Linked DNA regions of Mus musculus: all the other regions are linked to region 3. A link is a contact called in public Micro-C and promoter capture Hi-C data. All regions are on one chromosome and are shown on one strand. The core of a region is the stretch at or near the end of the contact, and the rest is flanking DNA. Distances in the headings are between cores, read along the strand shown.

What was found. Promoter capture Hi-C pulls out the DNA fragments that hold promoters and counts their contacts. Hi-C and Micro-C count contacts between places; a contact is called where the count stands out from the background.
Region 1: a Micro-C map of embryonic stem cells shows a contact between it and region 3, with 2.7 times the contacts expected there. The contact joins the promoter of Lats2 here to the promoter of Gjb2 in region 3. A contact is called at or near these places in 4 of 39 promoter capture datasets (embryonic stem cells, hippocampal neurons and liver), 1 of 484 Hi-C or Micro-C datasets (embryonic stem cells) and 1 of 115 datasets of contacts at active chromatin or transcription factors (pancreatic cancer cells).
Region 2: a contact with region 3 is called in a promoter capture Hi-C map of hippocampal neurons, with 4 times the contacts expected there. The contact joins the promoter of Sap18 here to the promoter of Gjb2 in region 3. A contact is called at or near these places in 2 of 39 promoter capture datasets (cranial neural crest and hippocampal neurons).

Annotation. Positions count from the first base shown.
Region 1 is chr14:57,744,336-57,747,383 of GRCm38.p6, reverse strand. Lats2 (large tumor suppressor 2) reads left to right here and starts at 1,261. Exons shown (of 8, transcript NM_015771.2): 1 at 1,261-1,494. Gm52140 reads right to left here. Exons shown (of 3, transcript XM_030248241.1): 2 at 1,046-2,089. The coding sequence ends at 1,072.
Region 2 is chr14:57,796,245-57,799,590 of GRCm38.p6, reverse strand. It overlaps Sap18 (Sin3-associated polypeptide 18), which reads right to left and starts at 1,402. Exons shown (of 4, transcript NM_009119.3): 1 at 1,237-1,402; 2 at 994-1,103. The coding sequence starts at 1,365. It overlaps Mir3077 (microRNA 3077), which reads right to left and starts at 1,167; the gene lies at 1,104-1,167.
Region 3 is chr14:57,103,235-57,106,632 of GRCm38.p6, reverse strand. It overlaps Gjb2 (gap junction protein, beta 2), which reads left to right and starts at 1,931. Exons shown (of 2, transcript NM_008125.3): 1 at 1,931-2,164. It overlaps Gm32912 (a long non-coding RNA gene), which reads right to left and starts at 1,968. Exons shown (of 5, transcript XR_383459.4): 1 at 1-1,968.

The DNA.
Region 1 (3,048 bases), core at 12-2,511, 640 kb before region 3:
CTACCGGGTTTCTCTGTGTAGCCATGGTTGTCCCGGAATTCTCTCTGTAACCAGATTGACCTTGAACTCAGAGATCACCTGCTTTCCTGAGAGCTGGGATTATAGGTGTGCATCACTAACCGGCTTCCCTAACATTTCTTAGAGCAAGAGATAGGAACTTTTAACACACAGTGAAGGTTGCCAGTGCGCTTGGGGAGATGGGGGAGGAAGTTCCCAGGTGAGTGCTAGACTCCTCTTTTACAGAATATTACTTGATGCATTGGTTTCTCATCACGGTGCAAGATGTCAGTGTAGCACACAGGGTCAGGCTGACTAAAGAAAATGAGGCTAATCTGCAAGAGGCTTAATTATTAAAGTTCAAAGGACAAAGAAATGAGAATCTCTGGAAGAAGCCTTAAGGGAATTAGAGAGGTGGGGGTGGGGGTGGGGGTGGGGGTGGTGGTGGTGAGGGGCAGTCCAGGACTAAAGTCTGTTGAGGCAGTTAAAACAGTCCTGACAAGGGTTCTTCTGACAAGACAGCCTGAATTTGGCACAGGAGAGGGGGCTCGACTTCCTTCCCGAGGACAAAAATAAAAACTGGTACAAATGATCTTCACTCTTGTGAATTTCTTCCGGAATTGAAACTTCAAATGTCACGTTTGCTAATTAAAGAGGAAGTCTGGTTGACTTTTAAGACTATTAGTCCCCACCATCACTTACCACAGATCGTAAGTTGGTGGGGAGTGTGACGTTAGACAGCCAATAGTAAACGAAAGACTTTGCTTCCACGCTGTTATTTCTCAGCGTCTGTCCCTGGACCAAATCCCCAAATGGAGGATAAAGGAGTGGCCGAAGTGTAAACGCCAGTCTCCTCGGCTGGTTCGTGCAATACTGATGTGTTTTATAAAACCATAAGGCACTTTCCTAAAACGTGCCCAGGGAGGGAGCTGGTTAGCCTGCGTCCGGTTAAGCCCAGGCTGTCAGGCGTCCCGGTTTATTATTTGATGCCCGGGTCTCAGCAGCCGGCTGCACTTTCCGTGGCTGGCACCGGGGCCTGTGAACTTACTTTTCTCACCCACTGGTACGAGGCGTTTAGGGAAACCGGCGCTCCCGGGCTGGGGGCTTCCGACGCGAGCCCAGCGCAGGGCAGGTGGCCGCCCAGCCAGGCGGCGCAGGAAGCGGCCCGTGGGGCGGAGCGGGCGGCGGGTAGCAAGGCCGCGGGCGCCCCGCCCGGGCTGGTATGCGGCCGGGAGTGACGCGGGAGGAGGGGTCACGTGACGCCCGTGGAATGCCAACAATGTAGCGAATGTCCCGCTCGGGTCTGCGCTTCGGAACCGCGGCGTGAGCGCCCCGGGAAGATGGAGCCGCCGCCGCCAGCGCCGCCGCCGCTTCCCCGGGCTCCCCCGACCCTCCGGGGTCAGCAACCACTGCCGCCACCGGCGCCCGGTCTCCCGGCGCGCGAGGTCCCGGAGCCGCGGGCCAGGACGCCGCCGAGGGTGTAGAGCGCTCCCGGAGGTGAGGGGCCGCGGCCGGGAAGTTTGTCGGGACAGGGCTCCGCCCGGTCCCACGGGCGAGCTGCCCTGCGGGACAGGGACAACCCGTCCGCTGGGTCCCGGGCGGGTGCGGAGCAGCGGGTGGCGGCGGCGGGGCGGCTTTGTTGTGCTCGCGCGGCGGCGTCCGGAGGCCCAGACCCCGCGTCCCGCGGCGCCGACCCCGCCCAGCCTGGGCCTCCGTGCGCCGCGCCGTCCACCACGCGCGCTCGCGGCCTTGCGCGCTGCACCTCTGGCCCTCGGCGGCGCGGTGCCCGCCCGGTGTCCGGTGTCCCGTCCCCGGCTGCGCCGTCCGGCGGTCGGTGCGGGGCGGTTGCGTAACGTCTCTTTTGAGCCGACTTCTCCCGGGCCGGCCTCCGCCGCGACTCCACGGCCTGAGTCCGTAGCGCTGGTCACGCACGAGCCTCGCCTGCGTGGCCCGGGTCTCGCCCGGGCGACTTCGGCCACCAGCGGCGTGCAGGAGGCGGCCGGGTGAAAACTTATGCCTGTGAGTGTGAGCGGGAGAGAACTGGACGTGCAGATTTTGTTGACAAAAAAGTTTGAGCGAGGACTTTTCACGCCTTTAAATTTCCCCTGCTTGCCCGTAATGTAGCCGCTTATTAGGGAATTTGTACCAAGTCTTGCTCCATATTTTTAGTTTAACCCCAGGTTAGGTCAGTAAATGATGCTCACCAGTTTTGAGTGCTAAATCTGGAGACAAGGCTACTTTTTGTGATTTTTCTTTTCTCCCCTTTTAGCAACTGTTGTAATAAGGCGCTAACAAAAAAAAAAAAATCTTCCAGCATAGGAATGCAGACGCTGCTTAGAAAGCCTGTTTTTAACTTAACTATAGTTAACAATACATTACAGTATTCAGCCTCTCGTAAAATTTTGGTTATCCAGGTATAGAAAACGCTGTTGAACGAATTCACCATGGTTCCTTTGAAATTGCTTAACTTTTACCACACTTCAAAATGTCAGCTTCATATGGTACCAACAGAGGCTGCTATACAGAATTACAGAATCCGAAGTTTTGAACTGAGAGTTTTTCAGCTTCGCCATCTAGTTGGAATAGTATAAATGTAAATTGGAGCTGTGGGTTATTTCTTTCCTTCGAGAAATCACGGCCTTGGTGGGAGGGACTTTCAGTGGTGGGAGGGACTTTCAATGATGGGCGGGGAACACGTTTACAATAAAATGCCTTGTTATTTTAAATGCTGTGTTGTAAATAGCCTGCCCTAGGCCCTTAAAACCCACTGGAGAGTAGAATGGAGGTTGGAGCTGGTAAATCCACACTAAACTCGAACGAAAGCTATTGGGGAACCATGTGGGGGAGGGTAACGCGGGGGTGGGGGTTTTGTGTTTGTATCGGGAAACCTAGACCAACACAACGTTTTGTATTTATTTCATGCTTGTAATAGCGCGAAACTTTTAAGTAATATTTCGTACTATTTAAAAATAGTATGCTTGAAGGACTACAGATGATAAATTTAATGCATTTATGTTGTCTTGGCTGTGAATGTGCTGTACAAATGGTTGA
Region 2 (3,346 bases), core at 153-2,652, 690 kb before region 3:
ATAAACTCTGATTTTCTTTTGAGGCAATTTTTAAAAATTAAACAAGCTTTTACAGTCTGAGTGCCCTAGCAGAAGAAGGGTAAGCTTTATAGCAGAAAGTCTCAAGAGCATATGCTGAAAGGTGTGTACAGTAAACACTACATTTTTAAAGTGAAAAACTTGATTATTCCAAGATTTTGATATCCATGTGGTTCTGGAACAATCTCTACAGATAACAGAGAGATAACCCTCTTTAGAAAGCTGGGCTCACGGAATAGAAAAGCAGCACTTAAGCAAAGTCCGGGCAAGCTGGAAAATTCATTTGTTGGGGGACACGGAATTTTAGTATGTGGAGAGTGGCTTAAATTCAGCCGCTACTCAGTAGTTTTCCCTTATAAATTCAATCACTAGCTCGTGTTTTGGATGGGGGTGGGGGGATGGGGGGTTGTTTGTCTGTTTTCCCGAGAAAGGGACTCTTTTGTGGTGTATCTTACCACCGCAACAAAAATGTATTAAAATTCGCCTTTGCTGCTTTTCCAAAGCTATTACAGTGTCAACCTGACACAATCCAAAGGACAAGCCTGTAACGGTCCTAGCTGCGTGGGTCCTGAGCAAGGCAGGTACTCGGAGATGAAACACTTGGGACAGCCGTCCTCACCGTGCAAACACCAAACGCTTTGACACCAAGGGCCGGGGCAGAAAGGGCTCGGTGTTGATGGTGCTTTTTAATATCTTGGTGCTGCGTGGCTCGAGGCTTCCCATTGCCTCCACTCTGCGAACACGGTTCACTCAACAGCCATCTCCCTCCCCGTCCTCTACCATCTTATCCTACCGCACCGTAAGCTACCTACGTATCCTTTTGTACCGGGCGGCCACACGGCGAGAGCGACGCCGGTCAGTTCACTCTGACCTAACGTTTCATCCCCACTCCCGAAAGGCGTCACACGGCGGGCGAGCCCGCCCTGGCTGTCCCCGAGGACGCAGCCCGCCAGGCCCGGGTCCCGCGCGGCTCACCAGGTGTAGATCTGCAGCTCGCTCGAAGGCACGTTCCCGCGGGAGAACTCGTCCATTCGGTGGTGGCGGCCGTTGTTGGTGGTGAAGACCCGCAGCAGGAGCGGGCAGGTCTGCGGAGAAGCAGGGAGTCAGCCTCGGGCGCGCCATTTGGCCTGCCCGCCCACCCGTCCGCAGGCCGCGCCCGCCCTCCCGCCAGCTCGCCGCTGCTGCCACCTCTGCCCCGCAGCCGCCCGCAACCCGCACCTTCTCGCGGTCGATCGGCTTCTCCGGCTCCTTCTTAATTTCCTCCTGGGTAACGCGCGACTCCACCGCCATCTTCCTCCTTCGGCCCGGGAGACGCTCGCCCTGACCTCCGACCCCTGCGGCGAGCATGAGCTAGTCGTCTCTCGCGAGGAAAGGCACGAGGTTTTATAGGAAACGAGTGGCAAGGCGGGGCATCGCATGGCGCAGGCGTATTTCCGTATGTGTGGGTGCACACGCACGCACGCGCGCGCGTACGTGTTGCCTTGGGGAGAGGGGTGGGGCACACGCATGCGCAGTGCTCTACAGGCGTCTTGATCGTTCTTAGTTGTTTTCTTACGTGCTCACTGCCCAGGTCAGCTTAACGTAATATTTTCATGCGTAGTGATGAAAATGTGTAGCGATCACGAAAAACTTAAGAAAATTCACATGACATGTAAAAATATGAACCAGGTAGTCATAGTGATGATAAACCGACTGAACTGGTTAATATGGACCCCCAGTGCAGAAAGGTACTGCAAGGCCAGCGAAATGATACCTTTTCTGTAGATGATGGGGTAAAGCTGTCTGTTTAGGGGCTATGAATGAAATAGGCTCTTTTTATGTCACGCAAAATTCAAGAGAGGCAAATCCAGCGGCATGGTGATGCATACCTTCACCTGGTCTTCAGAGTGTCAGGACAGTCAGGGCTATGTGGAGAGAGCCTGTTTCAAAACAAAAACTACAAAAGTATCAGTGAGAAAGACTGATTGAAAAAACCTTCATGCCGGCCAGTGGTGGCGCACTCCTTTAATCCCAGTACTTGGGAGGCAGAGGCAGGCTGACTTCTGCATTTGAGGCCAGCCTGGTCTACAGAGTGAGTTCCAGGACAGTCAGGGCTACACAGAGAAACCCTGTCTCAGAAAAAGAAAGAAAGAAAGAAAGAAAGAAAGAAAGAAAGAAAGAAAGAGAGAGAGAGAGAGAGAGAGAGAGAGAGAGAGAAAGAAGGAAAGATAGAAAGGAAGGAAGGAAGGAAGAAAGAAACCTTCACAATATGCTATAGATACTAAAACATAAACCCCATAGCTCCATTTTAAAGCAGTTGCTTTAAAAATGAAATCTAGACAGTAAGCATGTAAGGTTCGGAATGTCACTGCTAACCCAGAGAGTTCGTTAAAGATCTGGTGACTGCTTTTAATAGATTGCTTTACAAACAAATCGGATGTAGTATATCTGCAAAAATTAGACACTGCCAGTAGCAGCTGTTGGCCTTGGCACTTCTGAACTCCGGTGAGAAGGCAAGCTGGCACACACTTTGGATTCTTTAGGGTTCCTTGCTAGTCATCCTCTAGTCCTTACAACCCCTTCTTGCTGATAGACTCTAGAGAAAATCTTTGCTAGGAGTATATCCAGAGACATTATGAGAATGCTCTTCACTTGAGGTTCTTACAGAGGACCAGGCTACAATTCAAAACACCTGTAACTCCAGTTCCAGAGGCTCTGATGTCCTCTTCTGGCTTCCTTTGGGCACTGCATGCATGTGGTGCACAGACATGAAAACAGTCAAAACACCCATACACACAGCATAAAAATAAACAGATTTAAGAGGATGTAGAATGCTCATAACTTCAGACAGAAGCTGCTCCTGTAGCGAGGACAAGCCAGGCCTTACTAAATCCTCTATCTAGGACCTCCTTCCCTAAACTGCTGTGCTCCTAGTCGTTAACAGACCCAAGGCAGGGTGGGACAACACAACTTGCTAAATCTCTGCCTAAATTCCTGTCTTGTACCTTCACTATCTGCTAAATTCAGAGGTCCTCCGCCTTGTAGACACCTCTACTTCTACATCTTTATTATAAGCTGCTTTCCTTACTTCTGGGACGACTGCTGGATCCCCATCATACCGCTGCATCCTCTGCCAAGTGGCCAGATTACCAATCCATCACAGGACACCTCTCTGCCAAATCTGGAGTTTTCATTACTTAAAATATTAGCCATAAGGTGGATCTCTGTGGGTTTGAAGCCAGCCTGGTCTGCAGAGTGAGTTCCAGAATAGCCAGGACTATGAAGACCTGTCTCGAAGAAACACACACACACACACACACACACACACAGAGAGAGAGAGAGAGAGAGA
Region 3 (3,398 bases), core at 682-3,181:
ACAAGAAACAAGGAGGGATGGCTGGAACAGAGGAGGAGATGAGCTAGCGATACATCCTAATATTCCCAGCACCTGTGACCATCAGCCAACACACAGCCATTAGGCGAATCTGTAGAAGCAAGTTAGGGAGCTAGACGCTGAAGCTGTAATCATAACGTGGGCACTAACCCTCAGGAGAAATTGTTCAATGGAGAAAGTGAAGCAGTTCTGATCTCCAACCTATCTTTTACTGGCCAGCTTCCTACAATGATTCTAGAAGCTTCTGTCATCCTCACTGAACAGGGGCTCCAATTGACTGGAAACTGTACGACCCATGAGAAGCTAAAGGTGCCAACATCCTTCCACCCCTGCCTGCTGCCACTACCTCATCTCCTCTTTGATTCATCTTTAGATGTGCTCAGGCCAAGGGAGTTGTACCACCCCATCTTGCTTGGCCAGTTATTCCACACAAGCTGATTCAGCACATCTCTCTCTCTCTGAAGGGCTGGACACAGATCCGAGGCTCTCTTCCTTAGAGACACTCCCTCTTAGACTAAGACTTACAGTTAGAAAGGAGGTGGGGGTAGTAGCAAGCGAGCGTGCAACCTTCCTCTGCCCAAGCAAGAGCAGTCAGGTCTGCCCGCGGCAATGTGCCAGCTTTACAGGGAAAGCATGTACCTTCAGCCATGGTCCTTTCATTGAAAGCCAATCCTTCGACCAGACGGGCCTTGTCAGAATGAATCAGTCTCTTCACTGCGTGTAAAGCTAATCTGAAGGAACTTTGTGGGGATGTGCCGTTTTCATTCCAAACCTGGCAGCTGTAGGACTCGGGTTGCAAGTAGTAAGGTGAAGCTAGCTGGCCTAGGTATCCCAAAGCGTAGCTAGCTCTTGTGAATGTCCACCGTAACTCCTCTCAAAACTATCCAGACAGCCAAGCAATGTGGAACACCGAGCCCTCAAAACCCACGAACAGCTTGGCGGAGAGAGGTAGATGCAGGCTGCCCAGGTCTTCCCAGCATCCTGGACTCCAAGAGGGATGGGCTTGCCTAACCTCTTCTGCTCCCCCCCCCCTTCCGCATCCCCTGCACCGGCAGAATCTGGGTGCCCCTTCCTTGCAATGCTTTCAGTTGTGGAAAAGAGGACACAGAGAGCGGGGGCACAGGCAGAGAACCCTCCAGAGACTGTGACAAGTCCACTTCCAGGCCAGCCCTGGAGACGCACCTCTACATCTTCTTCTGTCCTAGCCACTGGCACCCTGTTCAAAGTGATCGAATTAAATCGGGAATTCAAAGAAATAGAAGCCAGAATTTGGCCAGCCCTGGCGGCGCCCTCTGTTAGTCTGCCTTGAACCCGAATTCTAGATGCCTCAGCTCACTGCACTACGGGAGAGGAGTCTCCTGTGCGCTACTGGAAGCTGCAGGCCAACACAAAACTGTACCGTCCGTTTATCTAACACGCACACACACACACACACACACACACACACACACACACAAGTATATATAATATTACTACAGCGAAGCTTCGAATATAACAGCACACTTTCCACTAGTGAGAGTAGTAAGAGCAACATCAACTCTCTTTCAACATCACCCAATCCCCCAAAAGCGAGTAGCTGGGACTTGGAGCTTTGCGACCTGCGTCCTGGGTGAAGACACAGGTCTACCAGCTCTGTTCAGGCTGCGCTCGGGACAGGACACTGGAAGAGCCTTGAGCTCAAAGAGAGCTGGGGGTGGGGTGGGGCGGAGTGGGGTGGGGAGTGACCTAGGCTCCAGGAGAGCTCGCGACTCGGCGGGCCCTGACGGCTCTGGGTGCCCGGAGAGCCCCGCCCGTGGCGCTGGGGGTGGCGGGCTACTGGGAGCCGCCTCCTCCGCAACTTTCTCAATCGCTCCAGGGTGAGAGAGGCGGGGTGAGGGCTTTGGTTAAAAGGCGCCGCGGCCAACAGGTGTCCAGGATCGCAGCGCGCGGCGCGCTCCGCTCTCCCAACTCGCAGCCAGTCGGCGGCGCTCCAGTCCACTGAGCGCAGCCTCCACCGGGACCCGCGGCGACCAGCACAGGATCAGCCGGCGACCCATTTCGGACCAACCCAGGAGCGGCCCCGGGACCCGCTTCAGACCTGCTCCTTACCGGGGACAGCGCCTCGCCGCTTCCCGCCACCCAACGCTGCACGCTCCTCCGGACACAGGTGCGACCGCCAATCCGCGCCACCGAGTCACACTGGTGTAACCCGCCCCCGACCGCAACGCCCCACGGTGGCTGGGGCGCGAGACTCAGCCAGTAGGGACGCGTGAGGTGCGAGGAGGGGTGCGGGCCGCCACGGTCCTGGGAAACCGAGGCCGGAACGCGCTGCGCGGTCCCTACGGGCCACCGCCACCCGTGCATAGGGACCCGAGCTGTGAACGCGTTTCTTCGGCTGCAGGCGTCTGGCCCGGCTCGGGGTTGGAGCCGGCTGCTCTCACCGCCGCGCACAGCCTGAGCCGGGAGGTCCCGCACAGCGCGGGGTGGGGAGGGACGCGGGGGCCAGGCTGTTCCGCGCACGACTGCGACGTGTCGCCAGTATTCCTTCGCTAGAATTTTCCCGAGGCCTCCTGGCTGCGTTGTCTGCCGCCATTGAAAAGTTTTTAGCTAACCGAAAGCTGAGCAGGAAAACTCAGTTTCATTTGTTAAGCAGGAAGCCTCCGTGGGAAGACACTGACCTTTACCACCTAAAGCACTGGGGTGACGTGGGCGACCGCCCAAAACGCGCGGCCGTAGCCGCTCCCGCGAGCTGGGGAACCCCAACCTGCACTCGGGTGGAGATTTTGATTGCTTTTTTTTTTTTTCTTTCCTTAAATGCTTTTTAAGGATTTGCGTCCAGGCGGGACGTTACAGCTGGAAGGGAAGGCACAGGTTCACAGATGGCGTGCTGCTGAGAAACTTGTCCCTTAGGACAATTGCATCAGCCCCTTGGTGCTGCCTCAATGGAAGGGAAGGGAGCGTAGGCCTAAATGGGACCCATTGCTCAGGTCCACGGGATTGTCCTGAGAAGCCTGGCTCAGTCATGGCTACACTTACCCCGGAGTCCTTTGGGAACTATGGGCAAAGCCAGTGAATTATGAGAAGGGTGGAGGGTGCGGTGGGGTCAGCATCTAGAGGCAGTCCACCAGCTCCCCGAAGTATCCTTTAAGGCAAATAAGGGTCATATGCAGTATATACTATAAACATGGAGAAGCTCCCTTCTACTCAGGAGCGAATGATTCACCGGTTCAAGGCAATCTCCAGGTGTCCCATGCCAGGTAGGGACCTGCGTGTGACCTAGTCCTAAGGCCAGCCTGGAAATCACCTCCTACACCACAGTTGAATATTGACGATTTCACCTGCTGGCTTAGTACTCCTAACCCCTTTGTGAGGTCAAATTTTAACCTCTCCTTCCACTTAGA